Linked DNA regions of Danio rerio: regions 2, 3 and 4 are each linked to region 1. A link is a contact called in public Hi-C, HiCAR-type and Micro-C data. All regions are on one chromosome and are shown on one strand. Each heading gives the region's core, a stretch centred on a gene start, on an enhancer-like site or on the middle of the called end of the contact. The rest is flanking DNA. Distances are from core to core; before and after follow the strand shown.

Region 1 (7,749 bases), core at 2,829-5,328:
GGGTGAAATTTCGTAAGTTGTACCTTTTTTTTGCAATATTTTGCTTGAATTTAATTGTATTATCTTTCAATTTCTAAATATGTTTGGTAGCTAAAATATTATTTTAGAAATATTTAATAAATCTGTTTTGTTTAAATGCACCATAAATACATTGCCAATAATAACTGAGAAATAGATACAAATATTTTTAAAATGGGGTGTTCTCAATCATACTGAGCACTGTATATGAACAATAAATATTTCAAAATATATTTGTCAAAAGTATATCCAAATTTCTTAAAATTTTTGAAGCTGAATTATTTGTATGCATCTTTTTTTTAGTCCGAGTGCTATTACATCTTCATTGCAGTAACTGTAATGAAGGTTTACTGTTATTGCTTTAAGTTAACAATGACACCATGGTCACATCATCACCCATACCTGCCACACAGCTCCTGTGTGTTTGCCAGAGCTGGCTATGCTGTTATACATGGGTTGGTCACTCTTTTTCCTCAGGTCATACACGGACACACAGCCATCATATAATCCCACAGCGACCAGGTAGGACAGCTGTTCATGGATGTCCACACACATTACACCCGAGTCTGTGTTAAAGATGAATTCAGGGAAACTGGGATTCTTTAGGGTGTAAAAGAGAAGCATGCCGCGCTCCTGCTGAGTAAATTCATCTAGAGGGGTAAGATAAAACGCATTTTTAGAATCATTTAACTTACAAATGATTCCATTTATGTATATATATATATATATATATATATATATATATATATATATATATATATATATATATATATATATATATATATATATATATAAATAAATAAATAAAATACATGGTAAGTTAAGTAATGTTTGACAATACATTTTAAATTCACATAGACAGGTTTATGTCAAAAAGAAAAAAAAAGAAAAATTGTGTAAAAAAAAAATTAAAAAAGCAACTTAATTTTAGAGGATAGGGAGCTGGTTATGGTTAGTTTACAGTATTTATAATTAATTGTGCATGCAAAAAATAGAAGTCTATAATGAATGCAGATGCAAGTAAATCTCTGTGAGTTTTGTTTAAGTGAACAGGTGTCGGACTGAAAATTTAAAAAAAGAGAGTCTGTGTTTGCATGAGATATCTGTAATTTGGAACAAAACAAATTAAGCAAAGCACAGCATACAGATAAGAAATCATGAGTGTCCTGCCAAAATTAATACTTTCAATGCTAGTCAGCCCTGGTTTGGCAGAATAAATAGATAAAAATAAATAAATAAATAAATAAATAAACAGATAAATAAATAAAAAAGGGAGAAGGAATCCTATTATCTGATGCCACCCTGTGCTCCTGATAGCTGTGCAGAAACAGACAGTTAAAAAGAAGTACAAACGTTTCTTTCAGAGTAAATATAGTTAACTTACACGACCCAAGACCAACAGCAAACAAATCACTGTATATATGATTCCTAGAAATACACAAGTGTGGTTGCCATTATTTGTTTCTGTTTACTCAACAAAAAAAGTAAATGAATGCATTTTACTGTACTCCAATGTGAGACTCACCAGCAGAGGGCAGTCACAGACAGCCCTTTAGCTTTATCATACTGGAATTTCCACAGTGGGAGAAGAGTCCCCTTCTCTCCTCGAAATTCATCTGCTGCATCCTCAAAGTACATGAAATCTAAGGTTTGGAAGCAAATGTGATTACAAAACTTTTTGACGAATGTTAATCTGTCAAATGAAGAAGAACAAAATATATAATTTGATTAAAATTACCTTGTGCAACTTCATCAAATATATTTTGGTTCACCATACGCTCAATGATCTTGGCAGGCTTAGCTAGCTGGGATATGTCATCACTCTATAAGCACAAGTAGTAGGAACAGCTTTTTTATTTTCTTTTTTGCCAATAACTTTTGTTATTGTTGTTTTTTTCACTTAACCCCCTTTAAACCATTTTTTTACATTCTTTTGTAATTAGGACAATAGTGTATGTAGTTCTTTACAATGCATGTCAAATTATATTTATTTTTTAGCCACCTGAGCCTCTGCTTGGATCATCTTTTTCTTGCTTCTGTCCTCCTCTTTGTTTGGGAACTGGCTTTCTTGTTTCTCTTTGCTTTTCTCTCGCCTCTGAAGTTCCTCTACATAAAAGTCATAGATCTCCCACTGTAGAAAGACCAGGGTTTGCTAACACTGTATATATGTTCAATATAATGAAAGCATAGTGCTGGTTTAGTGCCAAAATTTTAATCAAAATAATTTACAGAAAAAAAGACTAAAATTATCTTACCTGATTGGCTGTAGCTGAGAAGTTTGCACGAGGGGGTGGCTCAGTTTGACAACTTATTTCCTGCAAAACATTATGTTTTATTGAAAAAGAAAATGAAATAATGTGGATAATGCATGAAATGTGCACAAAGCCTACAAAAGCATTCATGCAATCACTGTCAATCAATGTTCATTTTTTAATGAATAATAAATCCATGAGACGTAAAGGTTCAATAATGTAATCCATAGATCTTCTCACTCTTGGAAGGTTGTTTAATGTTTGTGAGGCTCTATCAATGAAGTTAAACTGGTTGGTGACTTTCTGTTCTCTCTTTCCAGGTTTGATTGGCACATTTTCTAGTCTCTCATCTCCACCACAATCTTCCCTTTCAGTATGTTTAGCCATCAGTCTTCGACCTTCATCTGATTCCTTGTGCACAAGATTCCCTTCTAGTTCAAAGTGAATAGCCATCTGATCCACAAAGACAATAGTTTTATAGCAGCCCTCCTGAAAAGACAAATAAATTTTAGTTGTTTAAATCATCCTCTTTAAGAAGCATAACTTTATATGCTATAGAGATATTTTTTTTTACTTTGAAACTGTATCTGACAACGTTCTGAGGGGCATTCGGATTGTTTGCTGTTAATACTCTGGTAATCTCTTCCTTCAGCTCCTTTTGAACACAAGAAACAGATATTATATATATATATATATATATATATATATATATATATATATATATATATATATATATATATATATAATAATCCCAACATTATTAGATGCAGAGTCAGACCACAGGCTCTATTCAGGTTTACACACTTCTTCAGTTAAGTCCAGCTGGTCTGGAGGCTTCACAAGGGTTTTTCCTTGCATCCATTCTTCTCCGTCAGCTGTGTCTATCCCTTCCTCTTCATCCTACGTGACCAAAAAATGCCTTTTGACAAATTTGACAAAGAATTCATTCAGAATGAATATGAATAACGTTAGTCGTGTTGAAGGCTAACGTTACCTTCTTCTTTCCAGTGGTTTTGACACCCTTTACCACAGGAGCCTTTGGCTGGGTGTTAACATTAGGTGACTTAATTGAGAAAATAAATGCATTACAATCATTAAGTAAATCAATATTCGTTAAATTAACATTGGTTAACCAGAAAGCAAAATTCACTAAAACTATAACGTTAGGTGCCAAAACGTGTTTGATACTTATAAAAGTTATTCTTTTACGATAGTATTAAATCTGCGTTCGTTATAATGCTATTTACATACCTGTTTACTTTTCACTGTCCCAACTTTATAAGAAACTGACATTTTTTCCTTTTCAAAAAACGTGAAAGCAACTTTCTTTGGGTAACAAGACTGCTCCGCTCTCTGAAACTAGTGTTTGTGCGTTTAGAGGTTGCCATGGCAGCTGCACCCGTCGGACTGGCGAGACATTACTGCGCATGCGCGTAGTTGGAGCCCCTCACCTGCTCCTCCCCTCCCGTTCCTCCTCGCTGCACAATAAATATAAAGCCATGTTTTGTGTTGGAAGAAGTAACTTCTTCTCACATTGTTTCAATTTAGGTGACCTTGAAGTTTTGTGAAAATAAATTTGCAAGCACGTACAATAAAATTTGAATAACGATGTTTGTTATTATGGTGTCAAAATTTACGGAAGTAAGAAGGCGCGGCTTTTGTGTCCTTGATAGTGTTGGAAAGTCCGATTCATTTAACAGCGAGTCGGTTCTTTAGAATAGTTCCCAACTATACCTATCAACGTATTCAAACGAGCTGTTCATACCGATATTGATTCATCAAGAAGATTCAACTCAAAGGGCGGTTTATTCAGGTTATTGTTTAACCGAGTCATTCAGTAATATTGTGGTGTAGCGGAGAAACTTATTTGGAGCTAAAATGAAGGATCGTCTGGGCGAATTATCAGCCGTAAGACAACATTGTCTTCTTAATTTATGTAATTTAGACGTAAAACTATTGATAATAAGTTCGATTTTTTTACAGATAAGATAACGTTACTTGCTCTCACTGTACAGAATATTTGCATTAATGCTTTTTGGATTAGCCAGCATGTGGTTACTGATAAAACAATGCTTTCTGTTTCATTAAAGCCGTTTATAAATGTCTCAGTGACTGCTTTTTTTTTAACAGTAATTGTTTTGACTAACCTTGGCTTTCCCCGTTCAGCACTACAATGACATCACCATCGATGTTGAGTCTGACGCTTTCCTGGAGAAGTTCCTGCCCAAGGTTTGTGTACTTACACCGTGTTGTTTGAACATCTACTTTATTGCGTAAAACGGTCTCTAATCCACATTGCTCTTACAAAAGAGAAGTATACAGTTACTTTATGTGTAGGCTACTTGAAAGTTCAAGTATAATTTAAGTATACTGTACAGTTTTCAGCACTAGTAATTTACCATTTTAATACTACTTGCTTGGCTCAAAGTTAGCCCAGTGTTTAGCTCATAAAAATATAATGTCAGTCATACTTTAGATGTAGTTGTCAGTTTCATTATTAACTTGTTGCACATTTTAGTTTAATATACTTAGACTATTCTTTTTCAACTATTAGCGTTGTAGTTTTTATTTTGCAAACAAACTTTAAAATTAAAAGTATAAAAGTCACATAACTTTTAATAGTTATTTATCTTTACTATGTTAAGGTATTGATTTTAGAAGTATAGTTTATGTAGCAGTGTATAAAACCATGTGGAAACAATATTTAGGCTACTCAATCTCATGCAAAATACGTATACATATAACTTCATTAAAAGATTGAGTAAGACCAGCCAGACTTCTGTCAGTGTTATTTTAAGTGTAGTCTATGTAAGTCAGTTTTTAGACAAGTTTTTTTTTTTTTAAAGTTTTAAAAACTATACTTTCTGTTAAGGTATAACTGAAAAGCAAATAATTTCTATCGTCATGCATGTTACTGTATATGTACAGGTTGATGAAGCTCAAAAACTTATAGAAAGACTTTCTTTCCTTGTGGAAGAAGTGAAGCTGAGACATCGTACCATTTTGACAGAAATCAACCCACAGGCTTGTGAGTATGTTGCACATTTTGTTTTAGCAGTCTTGTCTGCATTAAGCACCAGTGTTACAAATATTTAACAAAAATATAAATTAATTTGAAGAAATTCTAATCCATTAAGCATGAAAGTCATGGAAATAGACTGTTTAAAAGGTGTGAGAAACCTGAATGCATTCAATAATAATAAACAAAGTTGTTTTGTGCAGTCACTTCTCTTTTTCTTTGTTACTCTCTACCATGTTTTTGTCTCACAGATGTGAGAGATGAACTTGAGCTGTTTGGCAATGACATCAAGCAGATAGCAGATGCAATCCAAGTTAAACTAAAAGGTGAGTTAAAATGTATTTATTTATTGTTAGTTTACACTGAATATATACAGGTTCACTCCTAATAGGAGAAGAATCATCATAATTTTTTCAACAGATAGTTTTCTTAGTCTTTTACATTTTTCACTAAAGCCAGTTTTAAACAATGTGGAGGCCAAATTGTTTTAGTGCAATGTATAAACAAACAGGACACAACAAAATTCTAGGTCTAAATCTAATAATAATTTGAATGACAAAATCAAATATTTTGAAATGTAGTCACTCTTACCATTTTCTTTTCTGCATCCTAGCTCACAACCAGTTCTCCTACTGTCAAATGGGCATTTATCTATGCTGTAATATATTAATTCTGCATCTGCATTTACAGTATATTCAAGATTATATTATGTACAGACTTTTCTTTATTAATTTATTGACTTTGCACTGGAAAACGTGGAAAGGATGCACTGTAGTAGTCCAGGGCAGAGTTATAGCCAAGTCCAGCTCTGCAATTGACGAATTTAAAGGAGGATTTGACTTGCAAATAGAGAAGCTTGTCTGTGCCAGTTTGTGGTGGAATTTCATTCCATCTTTTTTATTTTTAACCCAGGAAATGTGTCTCTAGTAAACTTTCAGCTTTATTCTCTTCAAAAAACATTCTTCTATACCTGGCTTTATATCTGCCTGGAAAAAATAACCTCAACTCATTATTTTTGTCACAACATTTGTCATTAAATCTTTCGTGTTACATTTAAAAGCTTATTGGTTGATTGTTTATATAGATTTGGAAGAACATTTTTCTAAATATGGGAATGCAAACACAAACAGCAGCTCAGTGTACTGCCGCATACACACTACTCAGGTAAAAATCACCCTCTGCTGTATATATTTAATGCTGTTCTTTAGATGCTTGTTATATTCAATGTTTCTTTCTTTGTCTCTCTGTGTTGTTCTATAGCACACAGTACTTTCACTGAGGTTTGCAGAAATAATGGGTTTGTACAACCAAGAGCTGTTATATTTTCGTGCAAAGAGTAAAGAGCGGATACAAAGGCAGCTGGAGATCAGTGAGTGAGCTAATACGTTTATTAACACATCATCGTAAAATGTCTTTGACCACCACTGCCTATTGTTATTAGTATTTTTTTTTCTGTAATTGAACATTGTACTGTAGAATTGCTGTCATTTTGATTATGGGTTAATGGGAAAGGAACATTTGCAGTTAATTTATTCACCCTCAGGCAGTAGGAGCGGTAGGTGACTATTTTTAATAGATTATTGAAGAACATTTCCTGCTAAACCTTGGTATTCTTGGTGAATTCATAAAACACACACACACACACGCGCTAAACAAAATGAATTCTTATAGCTCCTGAGGATACACTTAGGTCTAAAGTGAAAGAAAATGAACGTTATTACCTATCATTACCTTTTATTAGCAGCCTCTGCAAACAGTTCTAAGTGCATTCACTACTGCAGTAAATTAACAGCTAACTTATATATCTGAGTGAACTAAACTTAAAGTTAACAAAAGCAAATAAAATCATGATTTATATGTACCATATAGTCTCATAATGTAGAATCAAACATGAATTGAAGATCAAGGATATTTCTTTCTATTTAAGGTGGCAATGTAATGACAGAAGAGGAGACAGAGGATTTACTACAAAATAAAAGTCCAGCTGTTTTTACCTCAAATGTAAGTTTCAGTGTTTTCAGAAAACTTAAATTTTTCCCACATAAAGTCCAGTAAGTTTGCTGAAATGTTAAGATATGTTCTTGTGTGTAGATCAGCTCTGGCTCCAGCATCACAGGGCAAGCGTTGAATGAAATTGAGTCACGACACAAGGACATTCGCTGTCTGGAGGCCAGCATTCAAGAGCTGCATAACATGTTTACGGATATCGCCATGCTAGTTAACAGTCAGGTACGACACGCTCGCTGCAGAGTTCAGTGAATAGACAGGAAAAATAGCTTTAATATACAGTTTGTAAGACTATTTTGGTCTATTATCTAATATAAATAAACTAAAAAAAGGGATTAGTTAAAAAAATCAGTAAACCCACTGCCTTAAAATTATTTAGTAAAAGAACTACAGTATGTGCATAATTAAAAAAATTACTTAATGGGTTTACTGACTTTTTAAAAGTACAGTCAA
Region 2 (7,749 bases), core at 2,962-5,461, 420 kb after region 1:
TTTAAGGATATTTACTTATATTTTTGTGTGTATTTAACTAATATGTGAATATTTATAAACACACATCAAATACCATGAAAAACCCCATAGACAAAGGTTTAAAGCAGTGGTCACCAATCTCTGTAATGGAGGGCCAGTGTCCATGCAGGGTTTAGCTCCAACTTGCCTCAACACACCTGCCTGGATGTTTTAAGTATACCAAGTAAGACCTTGATTAGCTTGTTCAGGTGTGTTTGATTAGGGTTGGAGCTAAAATCTGCAGGTTGCCGGCCCTTCAGGAACAAGTTTGGTGACCACTGGTTTAAAGTAAGAAAGAAATTCTTCTGGAGTTCTGGTGTACATCCCCAGGTTAAACAGGACTTGATCTTAATCTGTATGACATCACACTAATTAGGACCACCCCTAAGTACCTTAATGCACATCCATATAGATAGAGGAAGGGTCAGCAACGTGAGCAGGATGGAAAAAATCACCAAGATCCATCCACACAAACCAATGTCGCTGTCTGTGTTCTCCAAGGCTGAAAAGCAAAACAAATATGTATATAAATACACACATTATACCGCCACAGAATAAAAATAAAGATATAAAAAAAGACAACAAATGCATGTTACCCTCAAAAAACTGAAAGTTACATAAGTTCAAAGATGCAAAATCAGAATATTGTAGCATCAAACTGAATTGCATGCATTAAAGTGCATTATCAGTATTGAAAAGATAAACAAGAAATCGTCATAATCACATTGATTAAATCAAGCCACGCAAGTGAATGCAAATGAATGCTTTCTTAGATTTTAAACAAATTTAACAAACAAAACTGCCATTAATTTGCTTATAAATGTCACCTACCTTGAGAATCATCAACTGTGTGACACCATTGATCTATAGAGAAACGTAACTGTAAGCTACTGTGTGTGTGGCCTATAAGACTATTAGGCTACAAGCCCTTCTTCTCTAATCAGGGATAAGACATGACCATTGGCAGACGCAAATACATCAAGAACAAATTACATTACTGCTGGGACAGTCGAAGGAAAGTAAGACTGAATGCTAGGATATGATCATTGAGCAGGACAATGATCACAGTAATTGTTGAATGATTAAATCATTTCTTCCTTGTACTTGCCTCACAGCTATTGCATTACAGCCGAGATCTTTGACCACAGGCCACATGATCTGAAGAAACTCCTGAACTAAATGCTTTTTGACAGGGTTCATTGTAAATCAAATCGCTTTCAAAAGACAGCACAACTATACACAATACTGCTTACATTTATTTGATATATTAAATTGTCTTGTTGAATTTATTTACTTATTTATTTATTTATTTATTTATTTTGCCTGACCATGTCATGAATGTTTCTTTTAAATATGATTTACAGTATTTATAAAATGTCACTTAGCACAACAATTGTTTATATACAAAATAATCATGACAGACATATTTAGAATTAAAAACAATAGTCTAAATATAAAATATTATACTTTTAAAAAACTTGTTTTACAGATTTTAAATAATAAATACTACATTTTAATTTAAAATCATTGTTTTATGCCATAATTTGTCAGCCATACTGTATATTTTCAAAAACTTTAAATATACAAATTTTATAGGGCTGGGCGATTTGACCTAAAATCAAAATCTCGATTAATTGAACATTTAAACTCGATTACGGTAATTAAATGATTATTTTATTTATTTATTTATTTTTTGCATTCATCGTTCACTGACAGGTTTTATACAGTAAATGTGCTCAGATATTACAAGTGAGAGATTTTTAAATGAAGGGTGCATTACTTTATATTAAAATAATTGAAGGAAACGCACACTATCTACTATCTATTATTTATTGAACATCAGGATTGAACAACTGAAATTAAAAGACGCATTGCCTAAAACAATCACTTTTTTTGTAAAAAATTGAAAATAAACAACTTAAATTATGTTTTTTTTTTATATTAAAAGTAAAAACTAAGCAGTATCTCTTCTAAATAAAATAACTCTTGTATGTCCTGTAAATAATAATCTAATCTGAATAATAATAATCTTCTGTAAACAAATATTTTAAAGTAAATAGTAATTTTGTTGAAATGGAAAAATATGCTGCCTCAAGATATCTCTGACACAGCTTCCAATCAACACCAATGTAATGCAAATGTAATGCTTGAAGGCTGCGCTGGACCATACGCGTGTGCTCGGCACAGAAGTATAAATCAGCTTCAATAGAGCAGGGTCACGTGACCACACATTGGAGGGAAAGTAATCGGAAAAAAATTGACCTGAACAAATTTGAGCGATTATGAATGTTTATTTTACTTACTTTTCAATTCATCGGCCCGCCCTATTGTTTGTTATATTTCAATAAGTACAGGGCAGAATAATTATGTTATTTATTTTTTAAATATATTGCAACATTGGAATTATTATATGGTTCTAAATAAGAAAAATGTTTTCTGTAACAACTTATTTATATTGAGTGATTTTATAGATTAAATATGCATTTGTTATTTATAAATGATGTAGAAACTAAATTAAGAAGTCTCATCTTTGACCTGTAAATTAATTGATAGATTTTGATTGCTTCAAAATTGCTGCAAATGTTTTGCATAAAGTATTTTGTTCAGCACAAATAATGTGAATTTACCTTTTTTTTTTACTATTATTACTAAACCACACCTACCTTACAAAACCATACCACACTCGCACATGAAACAATACTATAGTTTTTAACCATAAAAAATAAACTGTATATCAGACAGTATATACAGTGCTCAACATAAATAAGTACACCCCTCACAAATCTCTCATTCAAATTAATATTTTCTATAGGATGCTTTACAATCTTATATTTGTGCATATTCATTAGGTTAGACAGTGCTGAAGTTAAATCTGGAGCTTATATAACAAAAATAACTTACGATAACTGTCCAAAAACTAGTATACCCAAATTTATAAGTCAGAGAAAAATATTAAATACAAATTTTTAAAAGAGGAAAAATCAAAAGCAACAAAAAAGATATACAATTTTGTTGAAATTTTGTAGTTTATAATTTCTTTTGCAATATTTTGCATTATTTAAATGTATTATCTTTCCATTTCTAAATACGTACTGTGACTAAAATAATATTTTAATAAATATATCTGTTTAATAAATCTGTTTTGCTTAAGTGCACCAATATATATTACCCATATTCACTGAAAATGGACAAAAACATTCATTTTCAAAATTGGATATACTCATTTATGCTGAGCATAGTATTATAGTATTTACAACATTGGATTAATGAATGCTACATCATACCATTGTATTAACTTGTTTCTACTACAATAAAAGGGGTGAAATTAATGTTATTTTATAACCTATAGATGGAAAAAAAACTACAGTACAGGGTCATTTGTTTATATTACTATAGTTGTATTACCATATCAACTATAGAATCACCACAACTGATTAATTTAAGTACTAAACACTATTTACTAAATTACTATACATTACTATAGTATTTTTTCATATGGGTTACTACACACAATACTGCACCACAATAAACTACATAACTCCAAACATGTAACAACACTGTTCTATATTATATTAAATATATTTTAAAATGATAATACCTTTATTATTTCTCGAGCTCAATTCAGAGTCTGGCAAAAACAAACAAAACACCAAATGATTGTTATGATTAAGAATGAAGTCCTTGTTCCATACCACAATGCTAGAAGACTCTTTTAAACGTTGTCAGGATATTATGAGGACCTGTTGTTGCTCAGATTGGCACAAGAGCATATGAAGACACACCCATGGTGCACTACCAATAATAAAAGACCTTAAAAAAAATAAATGCACCATTAACGCGCTTCTAATGTTTACATATTTATAAATGCATTTAAAATCTATTTAAATACATGTAATATAGAAATATCTAGCATGGGTAAATCTTTTAACGTCAAATGAATGTAGCGCATATCCAATGCACACAACGGTACAAACACGTGACATTAAATAATAACAATAGTTATTTAGTAGCAGACCTATTTGTCGCTTCCTCCGTTCTTCCTCTCTCATCGCAGCTGTTTCTCTGCCATCTTCCATGGTCGGTGTAATCTTTGAGTTATTCAGGCTGATACGGAGCAGATCTTGAATGCACTTCCAAGCAAAAGATCTTCTCTGTGATGTTTTTTTCTACACGGGACAGATGATCGGGTTTCTGCGTGGAGTACAGCCCCCTCTCTCACTGGAAGAGGTTGGGCTGGAGTGGGCGGGCATTATTGTAGTCTCATAGAGGTAACCTAGAAACGGAAGTATTTACCACAGAAATTCCAGATCATTTTACCCACGGGGGAGTTCATATAAAAATAACGTTTTAAGTTAAAGACCGTGTTCTTAATCGATGGTGCATGTTTCTTACTTAAAGGGATAGTCCAAAAATGAAAATGGCGTTATTTATTCACCCTTTACTTTCTCTATTTTGTTTCAGTTTTTTTTTTTTTTTACAGTTTTATGTGTTTATAATATTATTTAACCTGATCTGTTAAGTTATTATCACTATTACTACCATTGTCCTTTTTGTGTAAGATTGGAATGTGTATGTTTGTTATTGAAGTCAAAAAAAAAAAAAAACTTGTTACAAACTTATCAATTTTCACTTTCTGTTGAACACAAAAGAAGATATTTTGTAGAATGTTGGAAACCAGACTCTCAAAGTAGTATTTTCCTATTATGGAAGTCCCTTTCACACATACAGGATTTCCGGGAAATTACCGTATATGTTTTTATATGTTTTCATCGAAGTTGTTCACAATACTGATCATCCACAGAGTTTGTAATGTAGTCAAATGTTTACAAATAAAAGCGCAGCCGTTTAAGGCTAATTTGTGGTGAATGATGTCAGAATTTACCGGTATTTTGGAATGGATGTGTGAACGGTCTTTTCTGGAAAAATTCCGTAACGTCCTCGCCTGTGTGAACAGCACTATTGACTAGCCTACTAATTTCCAATATTCCTCAGAAGATCCAAAAAAAGATGACTTTTTAAAGTTTGTCAGTCTTTAACTTTTTAAATTAAAAAAAGATTTTGTTTTTAAATAAACACAGTGAAGAAAACCTGTTTGTGGTGTTTTTCCTGCTTAAACAAGAACACTATATAAAATATCAATAAACAGTAGCCTATAAGGTATTGCCATTGCAGATGGCTTGAGGCAACATGCATACTTCTGTTGTTGTTGTTGTTGTTTATTCTTACTTTTTGATTATACCAGAGATGTCCAAACTAGGGCCCGTGGGCCAAAGTTGGCCCATACCTTTGATTTGGCCCACCATCTGACAAGGGAAAACGATATGATTTAGAGATAGTCATTTAAATCTAATGTAACCTTTTGTTTATTTTAACATTAACTGAAATTAAATGTTTCAAATAAATATTGTAAATGAATCAGTTTTAGTTCAAAATGTACACACTGTAACCAGATGAATGGAGGACAATGCAGAGACTTTGGTGAGAAGGCAAAGGCTGATTCTGCTTGGCAATTGTGTATTCAGCATTGAACTCCACTGTACACTGTTATGTTTTATTGCAATAAGTTATAATAAAAAATTATACCGCATTAAAGTAATCATTTTATTCATTTATTTTTTAAATATTAAGAATTAATTTAGGCAATTACCCATGGCAAATTTAATGTAATATAATTTGGTATATCCGGGCCACCGCTCCTAATGATAATTGGTTTTTGACCCTTTATACGAAAAAGTTTGGCCACCCGTGATAAATAATGTACGAAAACTACACTACCCATGATTCTACTAGGAGAACTCTCCACCAATCAGAGAGTCGATTAAACCACGCGGCGCCATGAATACGTTAGCGCCCTCTCCTGAAGTAGAAAGTCTCATGAAGGTGAGGTGAAAGCTGTCATTCTATGCTCTTAAAAGTCTTATATAACGATGTATATTTTGCAACACACGTAAAATGTGTAATTTAATATATACATATTTTAACATCTTCAAATCAATATACCCATCCCATCGTTTTTCACCAATCCATCGGCCAAAACAGTGGCTTGTTTTTACTGGGGTAAGGCCGTTTAAAATGTATTTGAATTCAGTGAAAAAATGGATTATAGCTCGAATACTAGGTTCTCCGTGTTTGAAGCTATATATTTAAGATATAAAACTATTTTTCGCAGATAAAGTAATGATATACACTTAAGGAGATTTAATGTGGCTCAATGAACTATTGACTTTCTGAGCCTCATAGCGCCCCCTAGGAGGAAACTAAGGTTGAAAAAAAAAAACTGATAGTCTTTGCTGTATTTGAAACAAAAGTTACTATTGCCATCTAGTGCTGTGGAATGGTGTTGCATATAGTACCTCTATTCACGCCATTGATGATCTCCTAACTCATTGTTTAACAGACGCTTTAAGAAAGTGAACGTTAAAGGAAAAGTTTACACAGAAATTAATTAAATTCATTGTCATTATTTATGATAAAACAATGTATGTTCAGATCATCTATACTGGTGGCATTAAATTTGTGTCATTAGTAACAGAGCTTTTTAAAGTCTCACATGGGCTTTTCATTTACAGCTAACCACATTATAATGTTTTAATCCTTAAAAATATTGTTGACCAACAGAAGTTAAGCGGGGAAATGTAGGCAATTGTTGCCAATATTCATTAGAATATTGATCAGTTCAAATCAGTTCTATAGAAACATTGAACAGTGATAAATAAAATATAAGAATAAATATCAACAATTAAAATTAATTTGAAACTAATAATTGACAATTATCAAACCTAAAAACGTTTGAAAATGCAGCAATTCTCATAATAACATTTAAGGCCACATTGTGCTTTTGTAAGATATTTGTAGTAAAACAGAAAGAAAAAGAGTTTTAAAAAAGCAAATTAAATAAATCTTCAGTCTGTCAAAATTTGTACTTTTTTTCCTAGTGATCAATAATGTAATTGCCAATCATAAAAATACCATGTTTTATTTTTATTGGAAAGTGTGCGTTTGAAAGGGAGTGCTTCTAGTCTTTGCACTAATCCTTAATTAACATTTATTATTGGGTTTAAATTGTCATGGTTGTCTCAAATAATTGTGATTAGATCAAATAACCATGCTTAGCTGATTAAGCATATATTCAATGCGACATGCTTTGACTATTGATTAATCATAATATTATTAAATGGCACACATGGGTCTACGCACATATGTTTTTTATTAGAATCTTATCAATTTTCTTCATTATAATATTTAATGTTTCATAGTTTTATTTGAAATGTTCTATTTTGTGATTTCACTAGATGGGGACTGTAATGCGACTACTCAAATCTGCAGCTTTAATTCAAGATGTGTTAATTTGTATGTGGACCTAGAATGCGGTTTTAAGTCAGAAGATGTAGAAGTTGTGTCTATTCAAAGCTTTCAAATAACTTATAAAAATAATAAGTCAAAATTTGAGTGAAATAATGTTTATCATTCAGCATAACAGATATTTTTTTGTACAAATGATCCAGATTGCTTATTCTAACTTAAATGTATTCAAATATGTTAAAAAGTTATACATTATAATATTAAATGTTTCATAGATCCATTTGAAATGTATACTCTGAAGAGATGACCAAAGTACAAAGTTTGTCTCTTTGCTCCTGTGAGTTTAATTTATAGTTAATTTAAAATTAGTGTTTGTGTATAGTTTTTTAGGCATGGGATGATAACCGGTTTCAAGGTTTACCCCCATGT
Region 3 (7,749 bases), core at 2,572-5,071, 360 kb after region 1:
TCCAAAATACAAGTTATTGCAGATATTATTGTTGCAGTAACGCTATTTTTATTGCTCACTTGAATGTTCGTGTTGCTTTCCAGTCTGTTTTTGCTTTGTTTTTTCAATAATTTTCAGTGATTCAATCTTTTGTGATATCTGGTCTCACAACTGGTGGTGTAATGGTGTGGGGATATTTTTTTCTAAAACACTTTGGGTTTCTAATAACAATTGTGAATATTTTAAATGGTGGGAATCTACATGGGTAATGTTGTTGGCCTTGTCTATATCATTTTAAGATTTTATGATTACTTCAAGCAGGATGTTGTGTCAAGTCATTCATTCAAGCAGGATGATGTGCCAAGTCATTCATTCATTCATTTTCTTTTCAGCTTAGTCCCTTTATTAATCTGGGGTCGTCACAGCGAAATGAACTGCCAACTTATCCAACATATGTTTTACACAGCGGATGCCCTTCCATCTGCAACCCATCACTGGAAAACACCCATACACATGCATGCACACACATACACTACGGACAATTTAGCTTACCCAATTCACCTATAGCACATGTCTTAGGAGTTATGGGGGAATCCAGAGCACTTGAAAGAAACCTACGTGAACACTGGGAGAACATGCAAACTCCACACAGAAATGCCAATTGACCCCGCCGAGGCTCGAACCAGCAACCTTCTTGCTGTGAAAGGATCATGCTACCCACTGCGCCACCGTGACGCTCATGTGCCGAGTCACAAAGCTCAAATCATCTGAAACTGGTTTCTAAGATATGACAATGAATTCAATCAATTCAATGCAATCCGCAGTCACCAAATCTCGATTCTCACACGCAATCAAGTCAATATGGATGTTTCCTGAGGAATGTATTGAATGTAGAAGCTCTACATTAATAGTACTATTTGAGTTACCTTTTTAAAAATGTCACTTTTTAGTCCAATTAATTTTGCTTTTAAAATTGCTAAATTAATATTAATGTAGTCACACTGAATTACACACTCAGTGAGAGAATATGGTCACTGCTGGAACAGACATAAACCACAATAGCAGAATAGAGCTTTACATTTCTGCAATGGAAGTATAATCTCAGCATTTTGAACTCTTCGAAAAAAATGAAAAGCAAATTGTCTCAATTTCAGATTTTACTTAACTAACAAGAGAAAATGGCACGAAACTTTTTTAATCTGTATATATGACATGTATAGCTCTGGGGTCAGCAGTACATTCTCAGAAGATGACATTATTCTAACTTACTGTTTTAATATGTTTTTTAAGGTAAATGAAGGTGTAGGATATATAGTGTGTAGTTAATTAAAGATTAACTCAAAGCAAGAGTAGAGAAAGTAACTTAAAAGTAACATTACACATTACAATAAAAAATTAACTGCAACTTAGTTACCCTTTTGGGGAGTTACTCAAATTGTAATGCTCTATTTTCAAAAGTAACTTTCCTCAACACTGCTGGTAAGCATATATTAGACTGTTGTGGAAAAAACAGCATATGCTGGTTAGGTAGGTTTTGAACAATTGCTGCTGGTTTAAATTGGCTTAAGCTGGTTCTTTGCTGTTCATGTTCTGGTCCTAAGATGTGCCTATCCAGCACATGACCAGAAATGAACATGCTTAAATCAGCTATTATTTTTTTAAAATCTACCCAGCAAATGCTGTCCTTGTCAACAGTCTAAATATTAAATAAATCCCCTATAACTACACTTACTGGCCACTTTATTAAGTACACTTTTTCAACTGCTTGTTAACACAAATGTCTACTTAGATAATGACATGGCAGCAACTCAATGCATTTAGGCATTTTACAGTAGACATGGTCAAGACTGTCTGCTGCAGTTCAAACTGAGCATCAAAATGGGGTAGAAATTATATTTAAGTGACTTTGAACATGGCATGATTATTATTGGTGCCAGATGGGCTGGTCTGAGTATTTAATAAACTGCAGATCTACTGGGATTTTCACACGCAACCATCTCTAGAGTTTACAGAGAATGGTCTGAAAAAGAGAAAAGAGAAAATGCAGTGAGTAGCAGTTCTGTGGGCGCAAATGCCTTGTTGATGCCAGAGGTCAAAGGTGAATTGCCAGTCTGATTCAAGCTAATAGAAAGACAACATTTACTCAAATAACCACTTGTTGCAACCGAGGTATGCAAAAGAGCATCTCTGAATGCACAACAAATCATCCTTGAGGCAAATGGGCTACAGCAGCAGAACACCACACAGGGTACCACTCCTACTGCAGCAACTGCATAATGCTATTATCTCTCAATATGGACCAAAATCTCTGAGGAGCAGGGGCGGACTGGCCATCTGGCAATTCTGGCAAATGCCAGAAGGGCCGGACCATTTTTTAAATGTGGGCCAGTCAGCTATTTTTACATTTTTTTATTTTTTTTATTTGTATTGTTTTTACATGCAGGCAGCTTTTATCTCTTGCAAGATGTAAGTATTATGATGATGATGATGATGATAGTAATAATAATAATAAATATTAAGCATTGGCCCAATCAGCAATGAATGGCTGGTTTCGAGATGGGCTGACCCAAAATCTGGCTAGAATGTCAAAAAAACAGTAAGTGCAACACAAGCTAATTGTCAGAAATGGACCATAAAAAAGGAAAGGAGGTGCCGAAAAGCTCAGAGAAAGCAAAAAAAAAAAAAAAGAAAAAAGTAAAACTTTGCCGAAATGCATAAAATTAACAGAAATAGTCTTGAAAGAGGGCAGCGGAGGGGCGCAAGAAGATTGCTTTTTCGAGTCTCGGCTGGGTTAGTTGGTGTTTCTGTGTGGAGTTTGCATGTTCGCGTGGGTTTCCTCCTGGTTTCCCTCACAAGTCCAAACACGTGCTGTAGGTGAATTGGGTAGGCTTAATTGTCCGTAGTGCATGTATGTGAATGTGTGTGTATAGGGGTTTCAGTCACAGTGGGTTGCACTTTGGAGGGCATCTGCTGCGTAAAACTTATGCTGGACAAGTTGGCGGTTCATTCCGCTGTTGTGATTCCAGATTAATAAAGGGACTTAGCCGAAAAGAAAATGAATGAATGATCGCATATATAAATTCGATTTTGTTCCAGTCACATACATTTAATGTTTAAATATCTATTACATATATGGTACTGCTTATATTATTTCACCATCTGTACACCAAAATAAGTAGTGAATGTGCATGTTCGTGCATGGGGCTGTGTTGGTGTAGTAATGTGGGCTGGTGTGGCTACAGTGCCAGGGCTGATTTTTAGTCCCAGTCCGCCCCTGCTGAGGAGTATTTTCAGTACTTTGTTGAAACTATGCCACAAAGGATTAAGTCAGTTCTGATGGCAAAAGTGGATCCAACCCAGTACTACTAAGATGTACCTAATAAAGTGGCCCGTTTGTGTATTTTTTTTTTGAAAAGTCAAGGTGTGTACAGCTAAAGTAATAGCCTATAAATTATCTTTAAATTATCTGTCTTATAGCCTGCAGTACTATTTATGTTGAAAAATATTATTTAAATTATTTATTTATTTTGTAGCTATGACATTATTTAGTTACATTAATAATAACAACGTGTTGCCAGACATCACACGAGAACTGAATCACTGAAAATGACAGAAAAAAACAAGACTGGAAAATGACTGGAAAATGACACCCACGAGTAATAAATAGTTACAGGAACAACTTGTATTTGGAGCTGAAGGAAGCTATGGTTACCATGCTAAAGTTTAGAGAAGTTGTGAGCGTAGTATCCACGTGGTGCAGTAGGTGGCAGTGATTTGCCTTGTCCCGTTGTCAGATGGGAGTGGTTTAAATGCCAGGCAGGATCACCCCCCTATGAGGATTATTTGAGCAGTCTGTCTCAAACAGAGGGGTGTTGCCCTGTCCACGCGAAACGTTCTGCATTTGCTTTTCTCAATTACAGACAGACTCCAGTAATTCTACTTAAGGTAAGACTGCTATATTACACCTCTCTTTTACATTCAAGCAACCAGCAAAATTACCAAGTCAGCAATAACGTGACGGTTTACCCCACTGTAAACAACGCTGAAGTGTTACTTTCCACAAGCGTCTCTTTGTGCCTAATGTTTCCACAGGAGTGACACTTTCTAACGGGACACGCCAAAAACTCAAACTAAAATCGTTTCAGAATGTGTAGGCAGGCAGTGCATTATATTGAATAATTTTACCAATCTACTCAACTCGTATTAAGATTTGAAACAAAGCCATATATGGAAAGATTCAGAATTTCTGGATGCGCCTTTTAATAATGCGGTAAACGGGATGTCTGGAAGTGCGCAGTGAGCAGGATTGATCTGTCACATGCATTAAGAAGAGCAGGCCTATGTTATTGATATTTGGATCGATTTCTCCTTATCCTCAACCCATTCTCCTTAATGTTATTCTCAAAACACTTTATATAATGATAATAAAGCAGATGTTAAGACATTCATTTTGTATTTTTGTATTATTTACATGCTGTGGCTATTAGATCAACTTGTATATTTGAATGGTACTGTATGTCATGTGGTGTGTATTTCTACTTTTGATTACTCATCCTCAGCCCCTTGTGCATAATTATCACTTGTTACCATAGAAACACACACCCAACTGAGACAAACATTGGGTTTGTGGTAAAGATGCTGTAAAGAAGGAGGAAGCAACACAGGAAACACCTTCCGTGTTTGTGAAAAAACTACAGCAACATTCTATAAATTATCACAGAAATCATGTGTGTTATACTTGCATATATTTTATTAATGCACCTAACAAATCAGTGTTGTTGCTTTCTTTCATTTATAAAAAACAACCTTTTTCATAAAATGCAATCCTAACACACATTTACACACACAGAAACACACATAATAATAACATACTGGCATTTTTTCATGGGTGCTCTAATCCAAACACACCTAAACACACACTCATTGATAACATACTAGCATTTCCTCATTGTAGTTCTAAAAGACACCCATATATACACAGACCTAGTGATTAGAAGAATTACAGAGTCCAGTGAGAGTAACGTTTACTTTGTTTCTGCTGAAAGGAGAGAAGCTAGTCCTTAAAATACATAGTATTGTATTTACATTTATTTGTCATGCAAAGTGGCATGGTGGTTCAGTGGTGAGCACTGTTGTCGCACAGCGAAAAGGGCGCTGATTCAAGTCCCTTCTTCACCAGTTGGCATTTTGGTGTGGAGTTTGCATGTTCTCCCCATGTTCGCATGGGTTACATAATATTTTACTAGATATTTTTCAAGATACTAGTATTTAGCTTAAAGTGCAATTTAAAGACCTACAGTTGAAGTAGGGCGAGGCAGTGGCGCAGTAGGTAGTGCTGTCGCCTCACAGCAAGAAGGTCACTGGTTTGAACCTCGGCTCAGTTGGCATTTCTGTGTGTAAACCCTGGATTAATAAAGGGACTAAGCGGACAAGAAAATGAATGAATGAATGACAGTTGAAGTCAGAACTATTAGCCCCCCTTTGATTTTCTTTTTTAAATATTTCACAAATGATGTTTAACAGAGTAAGGAAACCTGCCTAGTTAACCTAATTAACCTAGTTAAGCCTTTAAATGTCACTTTAAACTGTATAGAGGTGTCTTGAAAAATATGTTGTAAAATATTATTTACTTTCATCATAGTAAAGATAAACTAAATCAGTTATTACAAATAAGCTAATAAAACTATTATGTTTAGAGTTGTGTTGAGAATCTTCTCTCTGTTAAACAGAAATTGGGGGTAAAAATAAACAGGGGGCGCTGGTGCTAATAATCCAGGGGGGTTAAAAAAAGCAAATAAGGCTAAAAAGGTAAGTCATTATACAGTTATAGTGGTGTGTTTTGTAGACTATCGAAAAAATGCTATAGAGGGCTAACAAGTTTGACCTTAAAATTTATTCTTTCATTTTCCTTCATCCTAGTCTCTATTTCAGAGGTCGCCAACTATTCCAACTATTCTGGGTTGTGGTTGAAAGGACATCTGCTGTGCACATGCCGGAAAAGTTGATGGTTCATTACGCTTCGATGACCTATCTGAGTCGATGATAAATCAGAGTCGAAGGAAAATGAATGAATGAATGAATTAATTAATTAATTAATTAATGTTTTTTTAATAAATGAAACAAGTAAGATTTTCTTCTGAAGTAAAAAAAAATATTTAAGAAATACTGCAAAAACGACCTTACTCCGTTAAATATTGCTTCAAAAAATTTATGAAAAGAACAAAAAATATTGCACAGGAGGACTAATAATAGCCCTCATCTGTATGTAAACATCTGCAGTAATATATTTAAAGGCTTAGATCAACAAAAAATGAAAATTCTGGTATTAATTATTCACCCTCATTTTGATTCAATCCCCTGAGACCTTTATCCTCAGTACACAAATTAAGATTTTTTAGATTAAATCTGTGCGCTATCTGTCCCTCCATAAACAGCAAGAGTCCTGATATGTTCAAAGTCTAAGAAGCCAAAATCACAGTCAAAACAGTTGAACAACTGAGATGGAATGTTTTGACTGTGTTTGTTTTTCTTGAACATCTCATGACCCTTGCTTTTTATGAAGAATCTAATTTAATCTAAAACATTTCAAATTGTGTTTTGAAAATAAACAAACGTTTTTTTTTTTTTTAATTATGCTGAAATTTGTATGCGTCACCAATAAGTTAAACAAGGAAGTATCAGCCATAACAATGTAAGAGAAACAGTCAGACAATCTTTATGGCTCAGACTTTGAACTCTTGCATGTTCCTCTTTATACCAAATTGCAGTTCTCAAAGTTCTATGATTGTAATACAGGGCTTGCCTATAAAACTTTGCATATGCAGTCGCTGGTTAAGCTGTTTTCTTTTTGAGTAAACACAGGGTGCAGTCAAGGGCTTAGACAGTGCTTTGAATCAGTGGAGACTCCATGCTAAGATATTATCTCAGGAACTTTGGTGCTTGTTAAAAGGTGTTGGAAGAAATGCATAGTTGGAAAGTTGGAGTCACTCTGGTAGTTCCTCCACCCCAGGCATTTCTCCAGGAAAAAAGGAAGATGATTTAGTCTGTTATTCCAGACTGAGGATTATGTCAAAACACATGAATTATTTTACACACAGTATTTAAGTTAAATTCTTATTAGAAGCACAGGCGAGGCATTTAGCAGATTAAGAACCTATCCAGTTAAGAGGGAACTTTCTCAAATATTCCTCACAGTTATGAACATTGCCACTAACATTTACAGAACATTTTAACTGAAGTGATGTTTTGTTTGATATTTACCACAAAAACACAATTTACAGATTAACATTTTTTTTTCTTAAATGTTTTGTCTCACATGTTGTTGTTTTTTATTCAGACAACATAAAATGGTAAGATTGAATGTTCCATTAAAGGGCCATGAAACCCTCCTCTTTCAAATCAAGTCAGTAAACAGAGGGAGGAGTGGGCTTGGCCGGCAGAGCAGGGGAAAAAGAGGGCAAACAACTGTCAGTTGGCCCACAAAATAGACACAAACTGTGAGGAGACACATGATTTCATAGTTTTTAAAGTTAAAATCCAAAGAAATAAACAATAAGTAATTTAATGTCCTGCTACATATAAAGATAATCATGTTTATATAAACACTGTAAATGAGGAGGACTTCTCTCCTCCTCATTCCCTGGGTCTCAATGCAGACACAGTGGATAGCAGTGCAGCAGGTCTCTTGCCCTATCTAATTCAACCATTAGCCCTGCTGGTAATCTGGAGGATTTTAAACATACTGTAGGTGAACACAGCAGCACAGATATA
Region 4 (7,749 bases), core at 3,216-5,715, 320 kb before region 1:
CTGCTTGTCGGACTGCTCATCAAGCATCTCCCGCTGGATCTAATCCCACTATATTTGCTAAACGTGATATTTCATTCATGTTGTTGTCTTTATCTAACGACATAGGCCAATTCCCTGACTTTGGTCATTGGAATCTATTAAGTTACTTGTTCACGGGTAACATGTTTTGGTTAAGCGCAAAGATAAGTTAATGATTAATCCAGGTACATTGACTGATCGCTTGCCTTTATTTCCTACAATGTATAAACTTATTGTATGTTATACTTTTATAATTATCAATTATTAAAACTGATATTCAGCAAAAGAGAGGGTGCGTTTCGTATTTTCACTGAAATTGAAAGGAGGCAGTTGTTATAGGCTCCGTTTTGTTATAAATATCCACACAGTGAAGATGACGCCCATATATGCAGCACGGCGCCTCAACATTTCTGCTGTCAGTTAAGTTGCTAATATTAAAAAGAAAATAGGCAGTTCCTTAAATAATGATTACATTTTATTGTTGAGAAAGTGAAACAACGTAGCCAAGGTGATGTGAATAAAGTTATAAAGTACACTGTTCCCTTTGAAGATTTACCCGTGTCCTCGGTATGTTTTCCATATCAAACTGAAAAGGGGGAGACTGCAGCCTTGATCAAACTTGCGAAGTCTTAACTTACAAGAAGAGGATGCGAGACTGAACTGTGCGTGGGCTACTTAATATTGAGGAAAAGCCCCAATCAGATAGGCGAACGTTTGCAGCCCCGCCTCCGTTTTCAGATGTCTCCGTCTTTACCCATCCACACTGAGACGGAGCAGCAGCGTTTTAGAATGAAAACGGCCTTTCCAGCTTTTTCAAAAAGCTCCGTTTTCGGCGCTCGAGAACTCTGGCGTAGTGTGGAGGGATGGCGTAACCGTAGCAAAACTTTTGCGTTTTCAAACTAAAACGCATTAGTGTAAACGGGGCCTGCATGTTGCAGCAGAAATAGAGATTTGTCAGAGCAGGCAACGATTTTCTAATCTTCTATTATCAAATTTTGGTGAGCTTGTGCCAATTGTTGCCTAAGTTTTCTAGTTCTTGGCTGACAGGAGTGATAGAGCTGTAATCGGGCCATAAAAGTTAGGCCCGATAGAGCCTGAGCCTGACTGAATTCGACCCGAGCCTAAGAGGTACATTTTGATTGACAGCTTTTTAAAAGCTCAAACTTGTTTATAGCCCTACATTATTCACGTGCACATGCACAAAGCTCTTTTGGCTTTTTTCATGAATGTGTCTTTTATATGCGTTTTAACCTAATTTATTCATAACAAACGTAGGCTGTAAGACACTTAGAAATTGGAATGCAAAGCCGGGATGCAAAGTACTACTGATCTGGCAAATTTAGCATGTTTTGGGTAGGATTGTTTGTTCATCTTTCACCAAGCCAAGAACATCAATTACATTTTTCTATGACATCGGTTTCAATGTAGAGAGTGACCTCGTCATCTTCCCTGTTACCGTAATACACAGTGTATGAGCGACTGCTGAAATACCTTGGAGACTAGAATGAATGGTCTTTTTGAACTGGCAGCTGGCCTGATCGCAGTCAAAATCTCTTTTTGACGTCTCAGTCATCTTTTGTTTCACCATTGCAGGGATGGATTTTAATGTTGTAACAAACTATTTGATTTCTCGTTGGGTTCAGGCAGATATCTTCAGCTCTAAGGAGTGGTACATGGTGAGGTCTCCTGCTGCTGTAGCCCATTCGCCTCAAGATTGAACATCTTATGCATTCAGAGATGCTCTTCTGCATACCTCGGTTGTAACGAGTGGTCATTTTAGTTACTGCTGCCTTTTTTTCAAATCAAACCAGTCTGGCCATTCTCCTCTGACCTTTGGCATCAACAAGGCATTTGCACCAACAGAACACCAGCTCACTGGATTATTTCTTTTATTGGCCATTCTCTGTAAATCCTAGAGATGGTTGTGCATGAAAATCCCAGTAGATCAGCAGTTTCTGATATACTCAGATCAGCCTGTCTGGCACCAACAACCATGCCACGTTCAAAGTCACTTAAATCACCTTCCCCATTTGGATGCTCGGTTTGAACTGCAACAGATCGTCTTGACCATATCTACATGCCTAAATACATAGAGTTGCTGTCATGTGACCGACTGATTAAAAATTTGCATTAACGAGCAGTTAACCAGGTGTACATAATAAAGTAGCCAGTGAGTGGATAAGCAAGCGTTTCATTATATCCATGAAAGCATTTGAATGTATGTATGTGTATATATATATATATGTATAATAATGTAACATTATATATATATATATATATATATATATATACACACACACACACACACACACACACACACACACACACACACACACACACATATACATACATATATATATACACACACACACACGCACTTCTTTTTTTCCATCCAGAAATAGCTTTTGAGAGAACTATGTTTATCAAAAAAATAAATAAAAAATTGATGCCTTTGTTAATTCTATATGCTCTAATTATTTCATATTAATGCAAGTGCTGTATTAATACAAGTACTTACACGAGCTGGCGAGCCACTCCCCACTTGGACTGAATTTAACTGAAGAAACTGCTTTTGTATGCCCAGCCAATGTGAACTTCAAGGTGTAGTTTGGCTTGACAGGTGCTGACTGAGATAGAGCAGAATACACATAAACAATGACATTATCACAGATCATATAAAATTTAGATCCATAAAAAAAGCTGCTATACCATTTTTACCACAGTATATCCGAAGCACAATGTAAAAAACACCCATAAGGAAGGAAAAAACTGGTCACAGACGGGCGTTTCCAGCAGTGTTTTTTTTCTTTACCTTACTCTGGCTGGCAGAGGCAGCTGATGCCGGCTGTGTTTTAGTAGCCTCTGTGTCTGGTTTCTTCTCCTCAGTTGCCATGGCGACCAAGTTGGAGAGAATGGGTTTACAGAGGCAAGTTCAACGTCAATCTGAATGGCAAAAGGAGAAGTACTAATGAGTGTTTAAGTGGTTTTACATGCATTTATTTAGCAGACGTCTATTCTAAAATAAAGCAAGTGATGCAGTTCTCACAAAACAGATGAATTTTAATTTAAGACTTCTAATTTGAATGACACAATAAATGCAGGAATTAGGTGTTACAATCAACATTTATGAAATCCCTTAAGAATCCCGTTATAGTTTTAAAAACATTTTATACCGACCTACAGGTAAAACTGAAAAGCACATGTTGGCTTCTTTAGCACACTTGTACGTGTCACATCCTTTTGTGATCATACATGGATCATTTTGTCCCAGTGCTCCAAGTATAATGGTTTCCTAAAATTGTGTGTGATATTAAAGGGATAGGTCAACCTAAAACAAAACTCATTCCCACAACCACCCAGAGGCTCTAAATTTCTTTCTTCTATTCAACAAATATTTTAAAGAATGCAGAGGAAAAAAGCGACCACTGTCTTCATCAGTTGAAAAAAAAATTACTATGGAAGTCAATGGACACTGCTTTTCTACATGTCTTATTTTTGTGTTCATCAGAAGGAAGAAAGTAAAGCAGGCTTGGAATGAGTGGAGGATGATAAAAGAACGAGAAAATTTCTTACTTTTGTGTGAAATATCACTTTAACGTTTGAGAAATTTGGATTTGACCCTAATTTAATTTCCTATATTAAATTGTTGATCTTTTGCATTAGAACTATCACTTTAAGATCACAGCTGTACATGATTATTGAGAAATTGCTGCTAGAAACGGCAACATTGCATATAGAGCATCAGGGGTATGCAAACATATATGTGTAATAGATTAGTATAAACTAAAAGGTTTAGTTGATCTACTATTAATATACGATCAATAGAGAAAAAAAGGCAAACTACAAAAATGAAAACTAGAACAAGAGTTCAATATTATATTGTTTGGTCGATGACATGTTTGTTTGGAACTGAAACAAGTAAAAAAAAAAATAACCTGGATAAACACTAACACTAAAATGCAGGTACATTTTCCAAAGCTCTTGTCTGTGTCAGCGATAGATCTATGAAAACAGCAATACTGTTAACGTTAGCTGCTAGGCTATCTGAGAGGCGCAGGGCCTCAGAGCAACCATGGACCACCTGCAACCCTTGAAATACACCCACATTTACACATTATCGTTTACAAACTCGTGGTTTTACTGCAATCGATCAGGTAAAACCCCCGTCCCTTCCCTCGTAAAATAGTTGAAGCACAGATTAATGGATGTCTTTTCTCGGCACACATGCCTCACTGTCTTTCTCCATACATTCAGACAACAAAAGCAGCAAGTAAAATCACTCACCGGCGGCTGTTAAGCGGACAATAAGAGCTGCTTTCTGCTTTTTGGATGAGTCCACTGCCTGGTTTGAATAGAAATGTAATTATAAATCGCAAGAGAGGCTGTTTTGATCATGTAATGAGCTAGTGATCGAGCTAAATACGATGGTGGATGAGCGCCTCTCTACCGCAGGCTCAGGCGGTAATGTGGCAGTGACAACCACTGCGCACGCGCAAAACATTCTTCTTCTTCTTCTTGTGTGTTTTATGGCGGTTGGCAACCAGCTTTTGGTGCATTACCGCCACCATCTGGATTGGAGTGTGGATCCGGAGTTAACTAAACCATGTTTTATAGTTAAACAAAGCCCAACCATAAAAATCACAAAAAAAAAAAAAAAAAAAACAAAAAAAAAAATAAAAACCCCAAAAAAAATTTAAAATCAAATTTTTGCGCGCAAAACATTACGGCGGATCAAGAGGGACATTTTTTCAAAGGCGAGATGTATCGACTAAACACCGGTCACCATGTGGCAGCATCAGTTATTACATTTTCACTCTTTGATGTTTTTCTAACAATAATTTAATAATTATTTTTAAGTCATTTTGATAATTACAAATGTTATTATTATATAATTAAAATGAGCATACAATACCAGAAAAAGACATTTTATTTACGTATAAAAGTATAACTTAAAGGTGTACTTATTTAGTTCATAAATTGTTCTTTTGAGAAGGTACCGCACAAGTGACAGCTTTTGTACTTTTTGTGTATATCATTATATTATATTACAGGATAAAGACGAATGTGGTTATTGTTTGATTATTTTCAAAGTTTGTCTCCTTCTTTTTCCTTTATTATGTGTATGCTGCTTACAAATTATATGTGAATTATATGAAAACACGCTCTTTCCAAAATATGGAATTATACGAACTGTATTGCTAAGTAACGCTGGGGTTTTATATATTTACTAATTGTTTAAAAGCACCCATGATGTTTTTCTCAATATTAAATATACTTATATAAATCTATATAAATTAGGTTTAGAATAGGGTTCCCTCCATGAGCACGATCACGGGGCATCTACAAGATTGAGAACTTGTGGTTTAATGCTGAACAGCAGATGGTTGAGCGCGCCAATGCGCATGCGCACAGCACTTCGCGTACCTCATCTCTGTGCTCCTGCCCAGCCTCCAAACAAGCGACGAGCCACTGGGATTGCCACACGGTAACTCCTTTCCTGAAGCCTTTGAGTAAGTAATCGTCTGCATTTTTGGTTTAACAACATCTTTTAGTGTAATATTTCGCATTTCGTGGCTATATTTCAATAGGGTCTGCGCTCAATCAGTGAATCACAGGAGAAGCCGTTAGCCAGTGGCTAGTTGTTTTCAACAAAGCGGCAATCTAACAAAGCCTCACTGAAATAACATGACTAATCTCATTCGTTTACCCACCAGGTCATTATCTGAACCTCTACTCCACCACAGCGTATCTCTGTGTATGATAGATTGACGCGAGTCAATAAAAAGAGGCTCGAGAAGGTGCAGAAACGCTAAGCGTGGATGCTAACTCTGTTAGCTGCGCGCCATCTTAATGTGAGTGATTGACTGTGTGCTAAAGCTAATCAGTTGCTCAGCTCTTGGCGCCTATTTCCCCATCATATATATTAATGAATTAAAATTTCAAACATAGGCTGGTGGAGGGCTAAATATGTGGTCTGGATGAATTTAAAGGCTTTGTTAAAAATAATTACATTTGAATTAATTACTAATCTGGTCGTGGTATGTGTTTGCAGTCGCAGCACAGATAATTACATTTTTTTCAGCGTTCTATCTTGATATCCATACTGTAGTAGCTTGTTGCAAACCTGAGTTTTTCCATAATGTTTCATAAATATATTTTGAACGTAGACATTTGTTTTTGGTGGAAACTAACGAGTGGACCCGGTTCAGTGAGGCAGTGATTGTTTACGCGGTAATGCTGCGACTGCTGCTGTTTGTTTTCCCAAACAGCTACACACGTGCATAAACCAGCTAAAGTATGTTTAAAAGCGTAGTTGTAATCATTTTTACTTGTTTTTGAGGTGTTCCTAACCTGACCGTCTGTTTAAAAAAGTCTCAGTTTTAATTTAATCGATGTTCATTTGTGTTCCGTAAGTGAATGATGACTGAGACTGTCATTTTGCCTGTTTTTGTGTTTCACAGAAGTAACTTTAAGTCATGTTGACTTGGCTTAGAAGAAATTATATCATGACATAAATAATATTACATAATTACAGGGAAGAACTTAAAAATATGGTTTTAACTTCAGCAACCGAAAAGCATCATTATGTGGGTTTCCAACTCAGAATTAAAGTCTTGATGTACTAATATCCTTGTTTCATGCACAGGGTTGATTTTAAGTGTTTTAGCAGTTTTTAAATTCTTATTTTTGTTCAAAATGCACTATATACAGAAGTCATAATAAAGGGGTTAAACTTTCACCAAACATGTCTAAAACTGTTAAACACCAATTCTTGGGACTATTTTGAAAAGCTTTTTGGTCTATTTCAAAAGTTTCCTGTGTGTGCTTCATGTATGGATGTGTGTGTTTGTTTGTGTGTGTGTAAAAGGAATTTTAAATGTCATGATTTTGATAGAACAGGCCATTGTTCTTTAATAGTTTAGGTTTCCTATTCCCTGTCACCTTCTTATAATTGGTTGCTCGCTGCTCCACTTATTTTATTCTTAGATTAATAATTATTCTGTCACAAAGTATTACTAATTTTTCAGTTTTAATTGCATCATGCTTTTAAATGCATAGGTTAATTTTTTTAAGCATGTTGTTATGACTCATTTGTTTTTGTTTTTGTTTTTAGAGGTTGAAGGTTGGGTCCTGCAATGGGATATGGTCCCTCTCAGATGACTGAAGAGCTAAAAAAACAGAAAAGCATAAAAAAGGCACTCTGAAAATAAGTCTTTTGCAGAATAAAAAAACCTTTCCCATTAAGCAGTTTTTCCCCTCTTCACCAAAATGTCAGCTGTCACTTCCGCAACCCCAGAACCTCCTGCAGCCGCAAACCCTCCTCCTCCAGAGGTGATCAACCCTACCAAACCTGGCCGCAAGACTAACCAATTGCAGTACATGCAAAATGTTGTTGTCAAGACGCTGTGGAAGCACCAGTTTGCATGGCCATTTTACCAGCCAGTTGATGCTGTTAAGCTTGGCCTTCCGGTAAGTAAATGTGTGTTAGACATAATATAATTGTTTTAGCATCCATCATTTTCCATATTTAAACTAGCTTTTTTATCATGGAAGCCTGTATTTTGCGGTTGAAAAAATTAGGTTATTCTGGCTTTTTTAACTTAACAGTTATCAAACTCTCACAATTGCAAATGCACATCTCACAGTTTGTATTTATCTTGTCAGAACATAACATTTCTAAATTTTCAATTGCAAGTTAGCATCTGTTGTATCTTGCAATTTGAGATTATA

What was found. Hi-C and Micro-C count contacts between places; a contact is called where the count stands out from the background. HiCAR-type assays count read pairs that join an accessible place to other places.
Region 2: a contact with region 1 is called in a HiCAR-type map of caudal fin, with 5 times the contacts expected there. The contact joins the promoter of stom here to the promoter of stx2a in region 1. A contact is called at or near these places in 2 of 4 datasets of contacts at active chromatin or transcription factors (caudal fin and embryo).
Region 3: a Hi-C map of hematopoietic stem cells shows a contact between it and region 1, with 6 times the contacts expected there. The contact joins the promoter of gsna here to the promoter of stx2a in region 1. A contact is called at or near these places in 11 of 18 Hi-C or Micro-C datasets (caudal fin, embryo, fibroblasts and 3 more) and 2 of 4 datasets of contacts at active chromatin or transcription factors (caudal fin and embryo).
Region 4: a contact with region 1 is called in a Micro-C map of caudal fin, with 6 times the contacts expected there. The contact joins the promoter of wdr5 here to the promoter of stx2a in region 1. A contact is called at or near these places in 3 of 18 Hi-C or Micro-C datasets (caudal fin, hematopoietic stem cells and an unstated tissue) and 1 of 4 datasets of contacts at active chromatin or transcription factors (embryo).

Annotation. Positions count from the first base shown.
Region 1 is chr21:19,360,069-19,367,817 of GRCz12tu, reverse strand. It overlaps stx2a (syntaxin 2a), which reads left to right and starts at 4,078. Exons shown (of 7, transcript NM_001003561.1): 1 at 4,078-4,178; 2 at 4,437-4,499; 3 at 5,199-5,298; 4 at 5,541-5,615; 5 at 7,217-7,290; 6 at 7,381-7,518. The coding sequence starts at 4,149. dnai1.2 (dynein, axonemal, intermediate chain 1, paralog 2) reads right to left here and starts at 3,641. Exons shown (of 19, transcript NM_001080558.1): 1 at 3,565-3,641; 2 at 3,522-3,562; 3 at 3,265-3,333; 4 at 3,075-3,170; 5 at 2,845-2,925; 6 at 2,511-2,759; 7 at 2,274-2,333; 8 at 2,021-2,149; 9 at 1,757-1,841; 10 at 1,544-1,661; 11 at 1,403-1,446; 12 at 421-668. The coding sequence starts at 3,562.
Region 2 is chr21:18,942,265-18,950,013 of GRCz12tu, reverse strand. It overlaps stom (stomatin), which reads right to left and starts at 4,211. Exons shown (of 9, transcript NM_131758.2): 1 at 4,034-4,211; 2 at 411-520. The coding sequence starts at 4,094. It overlaps LOC141379843 (a long non-coding RNA gene), which reads left to right and starts at 5,854. Exons shown (of 4, transcript XR_012396704.1): 1 at 5,854-5,898.
Region 3 is chr21:18,999,433-19,007,181 of GRCz12tu, reverse strand. gsna (gelsolin a) reads left to right here and starts at 3,821. Exons shown (of 16, transcript NM_001012312.2): 1 at 3,821-3,924.
Region 4 is chr21:19,678,359-19,686,107 of GRCz12tu, reverse strand. wdr5 (WD repeat domain 5) reads right to left here and starts at 4,465. Exons shown (of 14, transcript NM_213099.1): 1 at 4,303-4,465; 2 at 2,831-2,961; 3 at 2,537-2,645. The coding sequence starts at 2,911. brd3a (bromodomain containing 3a) reads left to right here and starts at 5,364. Exons shown (of 12, transcript NM_001123389.3): 1 at 5,364-5,528; 2 at 7,133-7,488. The coding sequence starts at 7,288.